Regions from separate parts of the Mus musculus genome. Here region 2 is linked to region 1. A link is a contact called in public HiChIP or PLAC-seq data. All regions are on one chromosome and are shown on one strand. The core of a region is the stretch at or near the end of the contact, and the rest is flanking DNA. Distances in the headings are between cores, read along the strand shown.

Region 1 (6,928 bases), core at 2,966-5,465:
AGCACAATCAACAAAATAGGTGATGTATATGTGGTGATATTTATGTCTCTGTATATTTAGACAGCTCTGAAACTTGCTGAGATTAAAATGTCTTTACACAGCCAATAACACTTATTGAGTACAAATTTCTAATGGATTGTTATTACATACCATCCTTTATGAAGGCATGTATACAAAGTTATATTGCAGTTTGATGATGTGATCAAACTAACCTGAAGAAAGACAGTCATCTTTCTTGATTGATCTTCATTGACCAATCTGTGCACCCTGCACGCTCCATGTGAATGTCTTTATAGAACTACATGTTGCTTTTAAGTTTTATACACTGCAGGGTGAAACAAGAGAAAGACAGCCCTGAAAAGATTCACACTCCGGGATGCTGAGATTCTGGGACCTTCCATTCCAGCTTTACGCTTGACACTACTTTAACTACATCGAAGCTGCTTCTTTTAGAGACTTGCTTCCAGAACTTTTCCAGAATAGCTAGCTTCCCTATCCAGCCTTTAAGACTGTCATGGTCAAGATGTCAGCTAAACAATGAACTTTCTTAGCATAACTACAAGGCAAATGATGCCAATTAGCTCTCCTTTGACAAAGTCAATTTTCCTATTTTTCTTTAGGACCCCAGATGGGAATTCTTTGCTCCAATTCAGCTATAAGGAGAAAAAGATCATCATCCCAGTTCCTTATGTTGGGGTGGATGGTTCTGGTTAGTTTAGGAGTTATAGATATGTTGCCTTTTAAGCGATACTTTACAAATGTAGCTTTGGACAGGGAGGGAACTAGAGAGCTTAAACTCAGGGGTTTCTATCTTTCCTTTCCTCTTCTCTATCCTTTCTTCTTAGGTAAAAAAGGAAGGGGGTGTGAAAGAAAGGGGTGATATAGTAATATCATAGAAGTTATAGAAATAGACAAATAGGGATAAGTTAGTAAATTTACTCTTAAGTAAAACATTACATAGCTATATCTTACACTGGTAAAAAATCTTTATAATTTATACAAAGTTGAAGTTATAATCTCTTACATTGGTACAGAATTTGATACAAATTTAAAGTTTTCATTGGTATGAATTTCTTATTGATATAAAATTGGGATTAATATTGTTACTCTCATATAGCCATTACACATTTAAGAATATAAGGCTTAGACCCAGTCCTTTTTTTTGTTTTTTTTTTTTTGTTTGTTTGTTTGTTTTGTCTTTTGTTTTTCGAGACAGGGTTTCTCTGTATATACCTGGCTGTCCTGGAACTCACTCTGTAGACCAGGCTGGCCTTGAACTCAGAAATCCACCTGCCTCTCCCTCCCTCCGGAGTGCTGGGATTAAAGGCGTGCACCACCATGCCCGGTCCGACCCAGAAATTCTATAATTGCTATTATAAACTGTTTTTAGATGATTAAGCAATACGGAGTTAAGGGCCAGATAGCAAACTCATGGTCCTGAGTTAATTAAAAGGGTTTTTTCTGAGATATTTCAATTAGAAATGGCTGGGAGTAGTCAAGGCTTGACAGTTCAGATATGCTTTGGGTAGATAGATAGTTTCCACAGGCATCAGAAGTCCACAGAATATGATGTTTATGGACATTTCTTCATTAAAGATCATTTGACTAGAGACCTGTCTGCTCCTGACAGCACCCCTGTCTTGGATTAAAAAGAAGAAATTGAGAATCAATGGAGTTGCTCCGGTTGTGGTGAGGCAGCCACTAGGCAAGAATTGTCTCATTTCATCTACAGACAAAATACTGTCCAGAAAAAAGGGCACACTAAGCAGAACAGTCGACTGATAATCTCAAGGTAATCAGCCCTTCAAAATTCTGCAAAAGGTCTATCAGATGATCCTGGGCCAGAAGGCTGAAGACCAAAGCTCTAACGTTTTGAAGAATAGGGACTGTCCAGGTGATCAGCAGTCTCTATAAACTGGCTGAGGTTTGGAAGCTATATTTTGTGCTTCTCATATTTTCAGGCAATATTAGTTGTTCTTAGACTTCTGACAGGGTTGAAGACTGGTAGTCTCATAGCCAGCCCAAGATGTTTAGCATTGAGAAAGATGATATAAATTTCAGAGGATGTTTTCAGATGGCATGCAATCTCATGCCAGGACATGAGTCAGGTGTAGGATTATAAGTCTTTTAAGTTAGGACAGATGGCAGAGGTCCTATTTAATTGACAAAAATGATGGGCTGGGTGTTAGGTCTATCTTGTACTTTATAAACTACAAAATGGTAATGTGCTCAATTTATATCAGAGATAAAAGTCTTTTAATTGGACAGAAAGGGGGAAGTGTTTTGGATAGCCCTGGTCTTATATTTTGATGCTAGTTCTGCTTTCCCAGGAGGGGTTGAAGACGAGGAGTGAATCATGTATACAGGTGACTTGTGAACCTTCTCTCCACCATAACTTTTCAGATAAAGGCTACCAGTGATTTGGCAGTAGCAGGGAAGGTGGAGCTGAAAAGTTTGGGGGGGAAGGGAAAGAGGAGAGAGAGGATGATGGAGTAAGAGGAGGTGGAAGGAAGATGGGGCAGAGTTTGTGTCTTGAAGAAACCTCAAGTTATAAGGGATCTCATCGATGGGAAACAGATTGGTGTAGTGGTAGATCTGCCCAATCTAGGTGTGTCGCTTGTATTCCTATTAATTGAGTTGTGATTTCTTTGACCCGGCTTTTTTGGGTTGGAGATTTACCTCAACACACCAACCAGATAGAAGAGAAAGTGGGGACTATCTTTGAATTCATTGGCCCAGGGAAAGACTTTCTGAATAGAACATCTTACTACATATACTAATTAATAACTAATACTTAATAATTGATAAATGTGCTTGAGAGGCTTCTGTATGGCAAAGGACACCACCATTTGAACAAAATGGCAGGCTGCAGCAAGGGGCAAGTTTGTACAAACTATACATCTGATAGAGGGCTAATCTCCAAAATATATAAAGAACTCAAAAAAATAGATATTACCAGAAACAAATAACCCAACTTAAAAGTGGGCACAGGTGAGCATGGTGGTGCATGCCTTTAAACCCTGCACTTCGCAGGCAGAGGCAGGTAGATTTCTGTGAATTCAAGACCATCCTGGACTACAAATCACGTTCCAGGACAGCCAGGGCTGTTACACAGAGAAACCCTGTCTCAAAAAAGTTGGGTGGGATACAAATCCAAACAGAGAATTCTTAAAAGAGGAAATTTATATGGCTGAGAAACATTTTTAAAATGTTCAACATCCTTAGTCATCAGGGAAAGGCAAATCAAAACTACTTTGAGATTTCATTGTACATTCGTCAGAATGCCCAAGATCAATAAAGGAAATGACAGCTCATATTGGCGAGGATGAGGAATGAGGGGACCACTCATCCATTGCTGGTGGGAGTGCAAACTTGTACAATCACTAAGGAATTCAGTGTGTTGGTTCCTCGGAACCGGGACTAGATCTACCTCAAGTTCCAGATACACCTTCTACGGCATATACTCAAAGGACTCCACATCCTACTATAGAGAAATTTGTTCAACCATGTTCATTGGGCACCATAACAGCCAGAAATTGCAAAAAAACTAGATGTCTTCAACAGATGAACAGTTAAGAAATTATGGACCATTTACACAATGGAGTATTACTCAGGTTTTCAAAAAATAAAATCATGAAATTTACAGGTAAATGGACAGAACTAGAAAAAGATCATCCTGAGTGAGATAACCCAGACCCAGAAAGATGCATACTGTACGCATTTGCTTATATGTGGATATTACCCACTAAACAACTGATAACCAAGCTACAATCCATAAACTCACAAAGGACTAGGAACGACAGGTCTCTCTAGGGAAGACAAATAGAATATGCAGTTATGTATGGTGTTATGGTTTGTATATGCTTGGCCCAGGAAGTGGCACTATTAGAAGGTGGCCCTGTTGGAGTAGGTGTACCACTGTGGGTCTGGGTTTTAAGACCTTCATCCTCCTCTCTGGAAGCCAGTATTCTGCTAGCAACCTTCAGATGAAGATGTATGACACTCAGCTCTGCCTGCACCATGCCTGCCTGGATGCTGCCATGCTCCTACCTTGATGATACGGGACTGAACCTCTGAACCTGTAAGCTAGTCCCAGCTAAATGTTGTTATTATAAGAGTTGCCTCCGCCATGGTGTCTGTTCACAGCAGTAAAACCCTAATTAGGACAGATGGGGAACAGCTGGGATGGGAGGATCAAGCTGGGATGGGGAGGGAAGAGGGAAATGAGGTAGGGAATACAGGGAGAGACAGGTAAAATTAATGGCCATTTGAAAAAGAGTATGGAAGCCTAATACAGTAGAAGCTTCCTAGAATATATGTATATATAAAGGAGAACTAAATAAAATCACCAAGTAATGGGGCACTGAACCACAACGGGATATTTGTCACCAAATGAAGCTTGCTGAATAGGGAATGGGTTACATTTAGTTAAATTGTTGATCAAAGGAGTCCCATGGGAAACACTAAACAAACAGACTATTGTCGAGACTATAGGTTGCTCTTCAGAAATTGGTGGGCAAGGCTTCATTGTTGAAGATGACACCTACCCAACTCATTGAATACAGTGAAGTTGAGCTGGTTACCACATAGAGCCTTCACTCCTACATGCTAGTTTTTTGTTGTTGTTTTTGTTTTGTTTTGTTTTTGGTACAGGAAACTACTCTGTAGACAACCAAAGGAGAAGTATTCACATCCCAGCTACAAAACTTTTGATTTATAATGATGTCCTGCCTTCAAGATTTGCTAGTACAACAGTGACACAAAGCTTGTGAGAGTAACTGAAGCGAGTCTTCCCAGCTCAAGCAAGATGAGCATGGCTCTGGCAGGCCTTTCTCCTCTCATTCTCTCTGCCTTGCTAAGACTGTTAGATTACATTCCTAAAGCTAACTCCCAATGTTTATTCCCTTATTTGACCACTTCCTCCTCCTAAGCCTGACTAGCAAGGTCCAACAATGAAAATTTCTCCTTAGGTCACTTAGTTGACATGTCCAATTAAAATTAAACATCCCATCCTAACACAAGGTTTCCCCTTCTTCACATGTGAACTGCCATTTTCCTATGCACTGTATCTGTCTCCTCTCCATACAGATGCTGTCCAGGACAAATCCTCTTCCTCCTTCTCCCTTGTTCCTTTTCTTTTCTCCTAATTCTCTATCTCTTATCTTTGTCTCTTATTCCTTATCCTCTATTTCTCTCAGGCAAATGCATCTCCTTTGTGCTGAGAACTTGGTCTTGGAGGTCCTGAGCTGATAGTTTTCCTTCCAGTAACTAACCAATACCTATTTTGATTTAAGGTTCACTCCATGAGATGAAACCCATTCTTGCATGACCAAGAATGTGAGACTAGATAGCCCAGGGATCTAAAGGAAAAGCAAATTCTACTATTCTACTAAAGAATGTAGCAATGAAAATTTTCTAATGGCATTCTTCTATATTCATAGATAGTGCCTTGATCAGACATCATCAGAGAAGATGAGAGCAAATACAGAGACTCACAGCCAGACAACACACAGAGAGTAAAAGACCATAAAAAAATCTTCCTTAAAAGGGATATTTCCATCAAATCCCTCCCCTCATGCCTCCCTGTAGAAGAGGAAGTGAAAAGAGTGTTAGAGCCTGAGGGGATGGGGGCACCATTGAAACAAAGCTCTCTAAATCAATACGACTGATGCACATATAAATTTACAGGGCTCAAGACAGCATGCATAGGGCCATCATGAGTCCTTTGTGTATATATCATGGCTTCCAGTTTAGTGGTTTTTTTTTTTATGGGATTCCTGAATATGCAAGTGACTGAGTTTCTTTGTCTCTATGTGCTCCTTGTGCCTTTTCTAGGGCTCTTTTTCTTGTGTTTGCTTGCTTTGTCCTATTCCAACATGTTAGTTTTTGTCTTATGTTATTTTACTTTGCTTGATTAGTATCTGTTAGAAGCCTGTTTTCTAATATGAGGCAGAAAGGTGATGAGTCAGATGGGAGTGGAGGTAGGGAGGAACTGGGAGGAATAGGATGGAAAACTATAATCAGAATATATTATGTGAGGAAAATAATCTATTTTCACAAAAAAAAGAAACACACACACACACACACACACACACACAAAACAAATGTATATGACGCAATAAGGGGTCCATGGTTCAACTAGGCAAGTGTCCTTGAAAACAATTACGAGACTCCAGTTTTTTTCCCTGCTTTCTGTTTCAGGTTGTCATAGCTTGATTTCTGTTGCTGTGATAAAACTCTTACAAAGAAAAAAAAATTGAAAAAAGAGAGTTTATTTCACCATACAACCCCAAGGCCACAATCCATCACTAATGGAAGGACCAAGGAGGAGACAGGAGGCCATCAGGGCAGGAGCTCAAGGCGGGTCCTTGAGATAGGAAGTAAGGCAGAGACCATGGAAGAACACTCTTTACTGGCTCACTCTCTATTGGTTGCTCTGCTTGCTTTCTTCTACAACCTGAATCATCCACCCAGGCACAATGAGCTGGGTCTTCCCTCATGCATCACAAATTAAGAAAATGCTCCCAGAGACACCCCACAGGCCAATCTAGTGGCACTAGTTACTCAGTTGAAAGTCCTTCTTCCCAGGGGACTATAGTTTGTGTCAGTGTGACAAAAACGAACTAGTATACAGGATGTAGTTCTTCCACACATGTGTCCACTATGACATGATGCACCCAAGAAGGCCTCTCCAAACCTCAACCAATGTCAGTCAGCACCATGAACCTCCAGAAAACTATGAGCTAAATTAACCGCTTTCTTCATAGTTATTCTGCCTCATATATTTTGAAGCATAGCATGAGCTAATGAAAGAGCAATGGCTTGCAAAGTGTATTAAAAATTTAGGACCTTCAGTGGCAATCCATGACACTAGGATAAATCTACATTTCTTATCAAACTCTTCTTTTTTCTATTAGCAATTCCCAAT
Region 2 (6,888 bases), core at 2,289-4,788, 1.2 Mb after region 1:
TATTTTCACTTTAGTCTTACTAAATAATTTGAGATGCATATAAACTCTAAACATTCACTTCAGAGTATAAAGTAACAGACATTTGTATTAACAGTTTCCCAGAGAAGTTTGGGCCACGTATACAACATGACAAGTGGTACTTTAACACTTGAAACTGGAGTACATTTCTGCTATTCAATGGTACTTATTAACTGTGAGGAAACACAGCTCTTTGGTGCTCTTTTTAGTGTGTGTGAACTTCAAGGAGTGGTTCTCTCCTCCCACGACGTCAGTCCTAGGATGAAACTCAGGTTGTCAGTTTTGGTAGTCAGTAGATCTCCTTACCCTCTGGGCCATCTCACCGGCCCTGATTTTCCTTTTTCTGTGTAGCCTTGGCTCCCTGAAGCTCATTCTGTAGAGCAGGCCTCAGCTTCTGAGAGAAGGGATTAAAGGTATGTGCACCACCCGGCCAGCTTTGATCTTCATTGTTCTAGCTAGACTGCAATATAGCTTACATTTGTTAATATACTAACAATTTTTCTTCTCTTTAGTCTTGCCAATTCACTACTTCCCCTGGTGCACAAAAATTGAGTGCTTGTTCTTTTTCCATTTTTGCTTTATTTGCTGGTGTAATGTACTAAAATTCCAGTTTAAAAAATACTCAATATGTATAACAGTGTGCATACAAGATTTTTCTGGGATATGGCAGAAGTGCAAAGTTAAAAACAAAGTGAGATAAGCAACAAGCTCCTTTCTAAACAACTCTTAAAACACAACTACTGTTTTTCCAGTGTCTATCACAATAAAGAACTGCAGATCTCAATCAGTTTAATACCCCTTATGTCTCATTTTGTCGGGAACCGCTAACTGTTGGCTTAGAGAGACCATTCCTAAACTTTTACCTCTATCAGATATTCCTGGGAATAGTAATTTAATACGTGTTTACGTCACATAATTGATGAGCCTGCTTGTAACAAACATCTTCTCATCAAACTCAAGTTTTGTAGTTTCAAGTCCTTGCCTAAGCCCGAATACAAATGTAATGTTCTCATAAGCTGACATTCTCTTCTCTAATCTTGATGCTGTTGACCTATTATCGACCTCAGTATTGTTCGGTCGTGCCGCTTACAGTACAGTCCACTTTGCTTCGGTTCCTCTTCTGGACGTGCTCTTTACTTACCTGGTCTGACTCTGGGCCGCCCCACCCTTGCAAAGATGCCAGGCATACTTTCCGAGTAGCCTGCCATTCTGGCAGTCCCGGTACGAGTGGCCCAGGTGACAGTCGGCTGATTTCGGGGCAGCAGATGAGGGCCCCAGATCTGTGCTGGTGCTCACTCGTCAGCCTCCGGTTCCCCTGTTGGGGCTGCCCCAGGTTTGGCGAGGTCGGTCTGCCGCGGCCAGAAGGTCACGCTCACCTTGGGGCCGTCCAAGGCAAGCACCGAAATACCTTCCAGGGTCAGGGAAGGACAGACAAGTTGCCAGCCAGGGACTACGCTCGCCGACCGAGCCGCGCCCGTCCGGCCAGCCCAGCGACTTCCGGATCTGCGCAGACACCTGAGTCACCCCTCCCCCGGCTGGCTGTTTCCCGGCGTGCTCTGCGGCGGAAAGGCCGAGTCGACAATAACAAACCCCACGGCGGCCGCGACCCAGCCCTGCCAAGCTCTCAGTGCCTCGGCCGGCGGACTCGGGTCCCCGCGCGGAGCCGAGGGGCCGGAGCAGCGGCTGCGCCCGACTCCCATCCTTCCGGGCCTCGCCGGGTACTCGGCGGCTGGGCGCCGACGGTTGTGTCGGTTGGCGGCGCCGCAGGGGCGGTTGATAGCCGCCGCCGAGGCCAGGGCGGCGGCAGAAGATGGTGCGGAGGGCCGCCGGCTGTGTTGCTGCCGCGGGCGGAGGAGGCGCTGCCGGGTAAGTGCCGCCCCTGCTCCCATCTGGCGGCGGGCTTGGCCCGGCCGCTCAGCACCTGACGGGTTCGCCGGAGCGTCTGGCGGCGCCGGCTCGGAGGGTCGCCGCGGCAGTCCTACGGGGACCCTGAGGCCCGCTGGCCGCTGACAGGATCGCGGGAGCGGCAGGACGCCGGTGCTCACCCGAGGCCTGAATCGCGGCCTCCGTCTCCAGGGCTCGGTGCACTGGAGTGTCGGGCTCGGGAAACCGGAGAGGGTTTGGGCCAGGGCCGGAGTGCCCTGACGGGAGGAACCTAGAGGTGATGCCTTTGTCCCGACCCCGGAGTGCAAGCATCGGTGTAAAGTTACTCCTTGGAATGACTCAGCCTCGCTCGCCCCGCAGATGGATTTGGGGTGGGGGCTTATGGGAGTACCAAAACTTGGTACAAATGACAGCTTTCGAACGTGCTGTCAGTACTTTCTCTACAGAGTGGTGGATGTGCTATGGTGACTGTTTATGGTTTCGTAATCCTGTCCCTTCCGTCATGAGTCTTTAAAATGTGATCATTCCATGAACTGGTACATAGGACTGATGCCACGGAACACTCGTGGACTCACTTATTGATAGAGTCCCTGCAAGACATTCAGTTGGGTGCGGATGTTGACAAGTCTATTATGAGCGTTAAAATTTATACATTTTGCTAACCATTTTCTGTAAAGAATTGGTGAGACTTACTTATCTGAGGGTTTGCAAAGCTAGCAAGCAGTTTAGAAGCAGCCTAAAAATGAACCAATCTGTGTTCCTAGTCAAATGTTGGTACTGTATTTCAGTAGGTGGTTTTTCTTTTTGGGGGAGGGGATCTATAAATGGACTTGTTATGTGTGAAATATTTTATTTAGTCTTATTACCAAATACAACGCAAATCATCGCTTTCCAATTAAGTTTTTGTTATGTTTTTTAGCATTTATATCTGTTTTAAACGTTAGCCAAGGCTTAGAAGGTAGCTGCTATATTCATCTCAACATTCCAGGAGGCTGAGACAGAAAGATGGCTTTAAGTTATTTGAGTTACTCAGTAAGTTAAGGTGGTCTTGGGAATCATAGCGAGAACATGTCTTGAAAAAAGAAAAACAAAATAAATGGTATTTACATAGTTATGCCATGGGTGTGTCAGGCCCATAATGTAGCATTTACATTGATAAATCTTATTAATGTAATTGGTTAGTGGACTTAGGCAAAATTTAAAAATTTTGTTTTATTTTGAGTTAGGGAAGACAATGAAGCAGCCCTCTGCCTGGAGAGAAGAGGGTTCTCTTGGGGTGGGGGGAGATGGAGGGAACAGGCAGCACTCTTTATGGCAAACATCAGGGTTTGAATGCACAGCAGATTGACTTTACACATAGATCTGTAAAAGCCAAAGGACAAAAGATGAAAGGACTGGTGTCTCCCCCAGTTGTTTTTGTTTATTTGTTTTGTTTCTTGCCTTGTTAGTGTGTACTGCTAGGACTAAAACTCAGTTTCCAGCATGCTCTGTAAGGTGTAATATCCCTGAGCCACTGTTAGACCTGAGAGGAAAATGTTTCAACGACTACCTGATTAAGAGAGCTTTGCTTAGAGGTGTACATTGTAGTTGAGGTTGACCTTCAGCTCTTGGCCCCCTTTTGCCAAGACTTGACACATCTCAGAGTAAGCTGTGGTAAGTATTCATTAGTGATGCCTTGGTAATTAATTATTCAGCAGCAGGCAAACTCCAGTCTCTTATCATTCAGAAGAAAAGTGAGAACATAAGTGAACATAGAAGCAAGCCAAGATTAAGAAGTGTGTGTCTCTATTGGAGGGTGGGTTTGAAATTTTGGATAAGGTGTCTTATTGTCTTGAGAATTTAAGAAGCTATGTCTACTTGACAAAAGGACCCATTTGGAGGTATGAGAGAGAGAAGAAATAAAAAATATGGAAGGCTCTGATTAAAGGCATATTCCATGAGAGGTTACTGAAGATAGAATGCCAGGATTGAGGGGTAGTAGTAGGAAGAGGCATTCTGTAGACATTCAAGTTTTTTTGTTTGTTTGGTTTTTGTTTTTTGCTTTTTTTTTTTTTTTCTCGAGTCAGGGTTTCTCTGTGGCTGTCCTGGAACTCACTCTGTAGACCAGGCTGTCCTCGAACTCAGAAATCCGCCTGCCTCCCAAGTGCTGGGATTAAAGGCGTGCGCCACTATGCCCGGCTAACATTCAAGTTTTATGCATAGTAATTTTTTTTGGTTTTTTTTTTTTGTTTGTTTGTTTGTTTTTCAAGACAGGGTTTCTCTGTATGGCCCCGGCTGTCCTGGAACTCACTTTGTAGACCAGGGTGGCCTTGAACTCAGAAATCCACCTGCCTCTGCCTCGAGTGCTGGGATTATAGGCGTGTGCCACCACACCGAGCTGTAGTTTTTTTTTTTTGTTTTTTTTTAAAATGGCTCATGGACCCTGCATGTGTAAAGGCACAGAGTTGAGTGTCAGTCGATATAGCAAGTCTGGGAAACAGTTGAACTCGAATCTGTTCCTCACATGTTGATTGATCTTACAAAGTACACCTGTAAATAACACTGAACTAGAGTAACATATATCTCATATGTGTGTGTTTAGATAACCCTTGGGCATTTTAAAGAAGGAAAAATGACCAATATCAATTGCTGGTTTAGAAAGGAGGTTAGAGAAGCAGATTGTGGCATGTTGGGTTATGCAATGTACTTTTTAGATAAAATCATAGTACTTAGCACATTTCTCTAGAATTCTTTTTGCATTATGGACCTAGGAAGCGTAGTTTGCTTATCATAAAACTGATTATTGTCTAAGGTCCTAAAAGCATTACTTTTCCTTTTTACCCTTCTGTTAAGTTTAGTGAGTCTGCAAGTGTGTGCAGAACTTGAGTGGTCATAAGGAGACTTAGTAGTTTCAGCTTTCTCAGATGTTTAATGAGTGCCCTTAAGATTACTGATTTTTGCTGGATTTAATTCTAATATTATTGACTTGTAATTATGAAAACAAAAACGTAGTGATCTGTTTTCATTGTTTGAGACATCAGTTTTTCCTTCACTATCCATATAAAAATTGGTCAGTAGCTGCCCAAAGAATATGTATCCAGATTATAATTCACTACTATTCTGTTCTTCCCATAGCCTTTGGTGACAGCAAATGACATTTGATACTGCCCTGTGTTTATAGTCTTGGTCTGATAGAGTAAAAGCTAATTCAGTATTATAGGTAATTTGGGTTTTGTTTCATAGTTAATATACACTGTAAAGTAAAATATACAATTAGAAAATGTTCTCTAAAGTCATGGATTTTATATAGTTTTGATGAATTAGATATGATGCCAGAATGTTAGTGCCGTAGTGTAAAATTATTTTTATATTATGCAGTTCAGGTAAGATACATGATAGTATGTATGGCATTATGGTGGAAACAAAACTGAATATCATTACTTGTTCTTTAATCTTCACAAGTACTGTGGCAAATTGACTCATAAAATAAATGTAATCTTTAAATATTTGGGGGCTTGAAATGTATCAGCAGTTAAGAGCACTCACTTCTCCAGAGGACCCCAGTTCAGTTCCAGCACTCACTTTATATTGCTCACCACCTGCTGTAAGTCCAGCTCTAGAGAGATCCAACACCATCTGTAGAACGAAGGAGAGAGACAGTCACAAACCGAGACTTTTTTTGGGGGGGGGTATTTTCCTTATTTACATTTCAAATGTTATCACCTTTCCCAGTTCCTCCCCTTTCTGGAAACACCCTATCCCATCCTCCCTTCTATGTGGGTGTTCATCCACCCACTCCCACCTCCCTTGCCCTCTGGGGCATCTATCAAGCCTTCATAGGACCAAGGGACCTCTCCTCCCACTGATGCATGACAAGCCACCTTCTGCTACATATGCAGGAGGAGCCATGTGTACTCCTTTGTTGATGCTTATTCTCTGGGAGCTCGGGGGTCTAGCTGGTTGATAATGTTGTGCTTCCTATAGGGTTGCAAACCCCTTCAACTCCTCCAGGCCGTTTTCTGACTCTTCTATTAGGGACCCCAAGCCCAGTTCAAAGGTTGGCTGTGAGCATCTGCCTCTGTATTTGTAAGGAGGCTCTAACAAGGCTTCTCAGGCGACAGTCATCAGACAGACACTCTTAACTATGTAGACCTGGCTGACCTCAGTATTATAAAACCAGATTATTGTGTATATGAATGTGCCTACTCTACTACTGAATTCCATTTCTGATTTAAAAGTATTTCTGTTCTGTTTTGGTTACAAGCATGTTATATTAGTTATCTCCGTGTAATGCTTACCTGAGCATGCTTACCTAGTGTCAGAGAAGGCAAACACTTAAGATATGAACCTTTATGAAACAGATTTTCTTTGTGAAGAAGATGGCAGTCCTACTGTTTTCTCCTGGTAGCTGTATATGGGGTGATCTAATTTGCAGAGGCTGACACCCAGTTGTTGGTCTGGGCCACCTAAAAGGTGGTACACCTGATTTGCAGAGACTGACACCCAGTTCGTTTTTTGGTTTGTTTGTTTGTTTAGATTTATTTATTTTATGTATATGAGTACACTGTAGCTGTATAGATGGTTGTAGCCTTCATGTGGTTGTTGGGAATTGAATTTAGCACTTTGGCTTGCTCAGTGCCTACTTGCTCTGGCCCAAAGATTTATTTATTATTATAAATAAGTACACTGTAGCTGTCTTCAGATGCACAGGAAGAGGACATCAGATCTCATTATAGATTGTTGTAAAACCCCATGTTGTTGCTGGGATTTGAACTCAGGACCTTCGGAATAACAGTCAGTGTTCTTACCCTTTGAGCCACCTCACCAGCCCTGACACCCAGTTCTTGGTCTGGGCAACCCATATGGCCTTTGTGGTGAATGTTATTTTCATTGATGCAGAAACCAGTCATCATCACTCAGAGTGGTAGAATTGCTAAGAACTGCAGTTTGCAGAATTAGAAATGAGATAAAATTACTTCAAATTGCTTTTCTCCATGAGGCCTTTAG

Evidence for each region. HiChIP or PLAC-seq counts read pairs in DNA pulled down with a chosen protein or histone mark.
Region 2: an H3K27ac HiChIP or PLAC-seq map of double positive thymocytes shows a contact between it and region 1, with 7 times the contacts expected there. The contact joins the promoter of 4732440D04Rik here to the enhancer-like site in region 1. A contact is called at or near these places in 2 of 39 promoter capture datasets (cranial neural crest and hippocampal neurons) and 1 of 115 datasets of contacts at active chromatin or transcription factors (double positive thymocytes).

Annotation. Positions count from the first base shown.
Region 1 is chr1:4,997,071-5,003,998 of GRCm38.p6, forward strand. All of the region lies in intron 1 of Rgs20 (regulator of G-protein signaling 20), which reads right to left. Among named protein-coding and RNA genes, the nearest start is that of Rgs20, 19 kb to the right of the region's middle. Within about 2 kb of position 4,216, at least 4 of the 459 cell types and tissues checked have an H3K27ac peak or open chromatin away from gene starts, as enhancers often do.
Region 2 is chr1:6,213,074-6,219,961 of GRCm38.p6, forward strand. 4732440D04Rik (a long non-coding RNA gene) reads right to left here and starts at 3,539. Exons shown (of 2, transcript XR_001778783.2): 1 at 3,483-3,539; 2 at 1-2,327. Rb1cc1 (RB1-inducible coiled-coil 1) reads left to right here and starts at 1,589. Exons shown (of 24, transcript NM_009826.4): 1 at 1,589-1,884.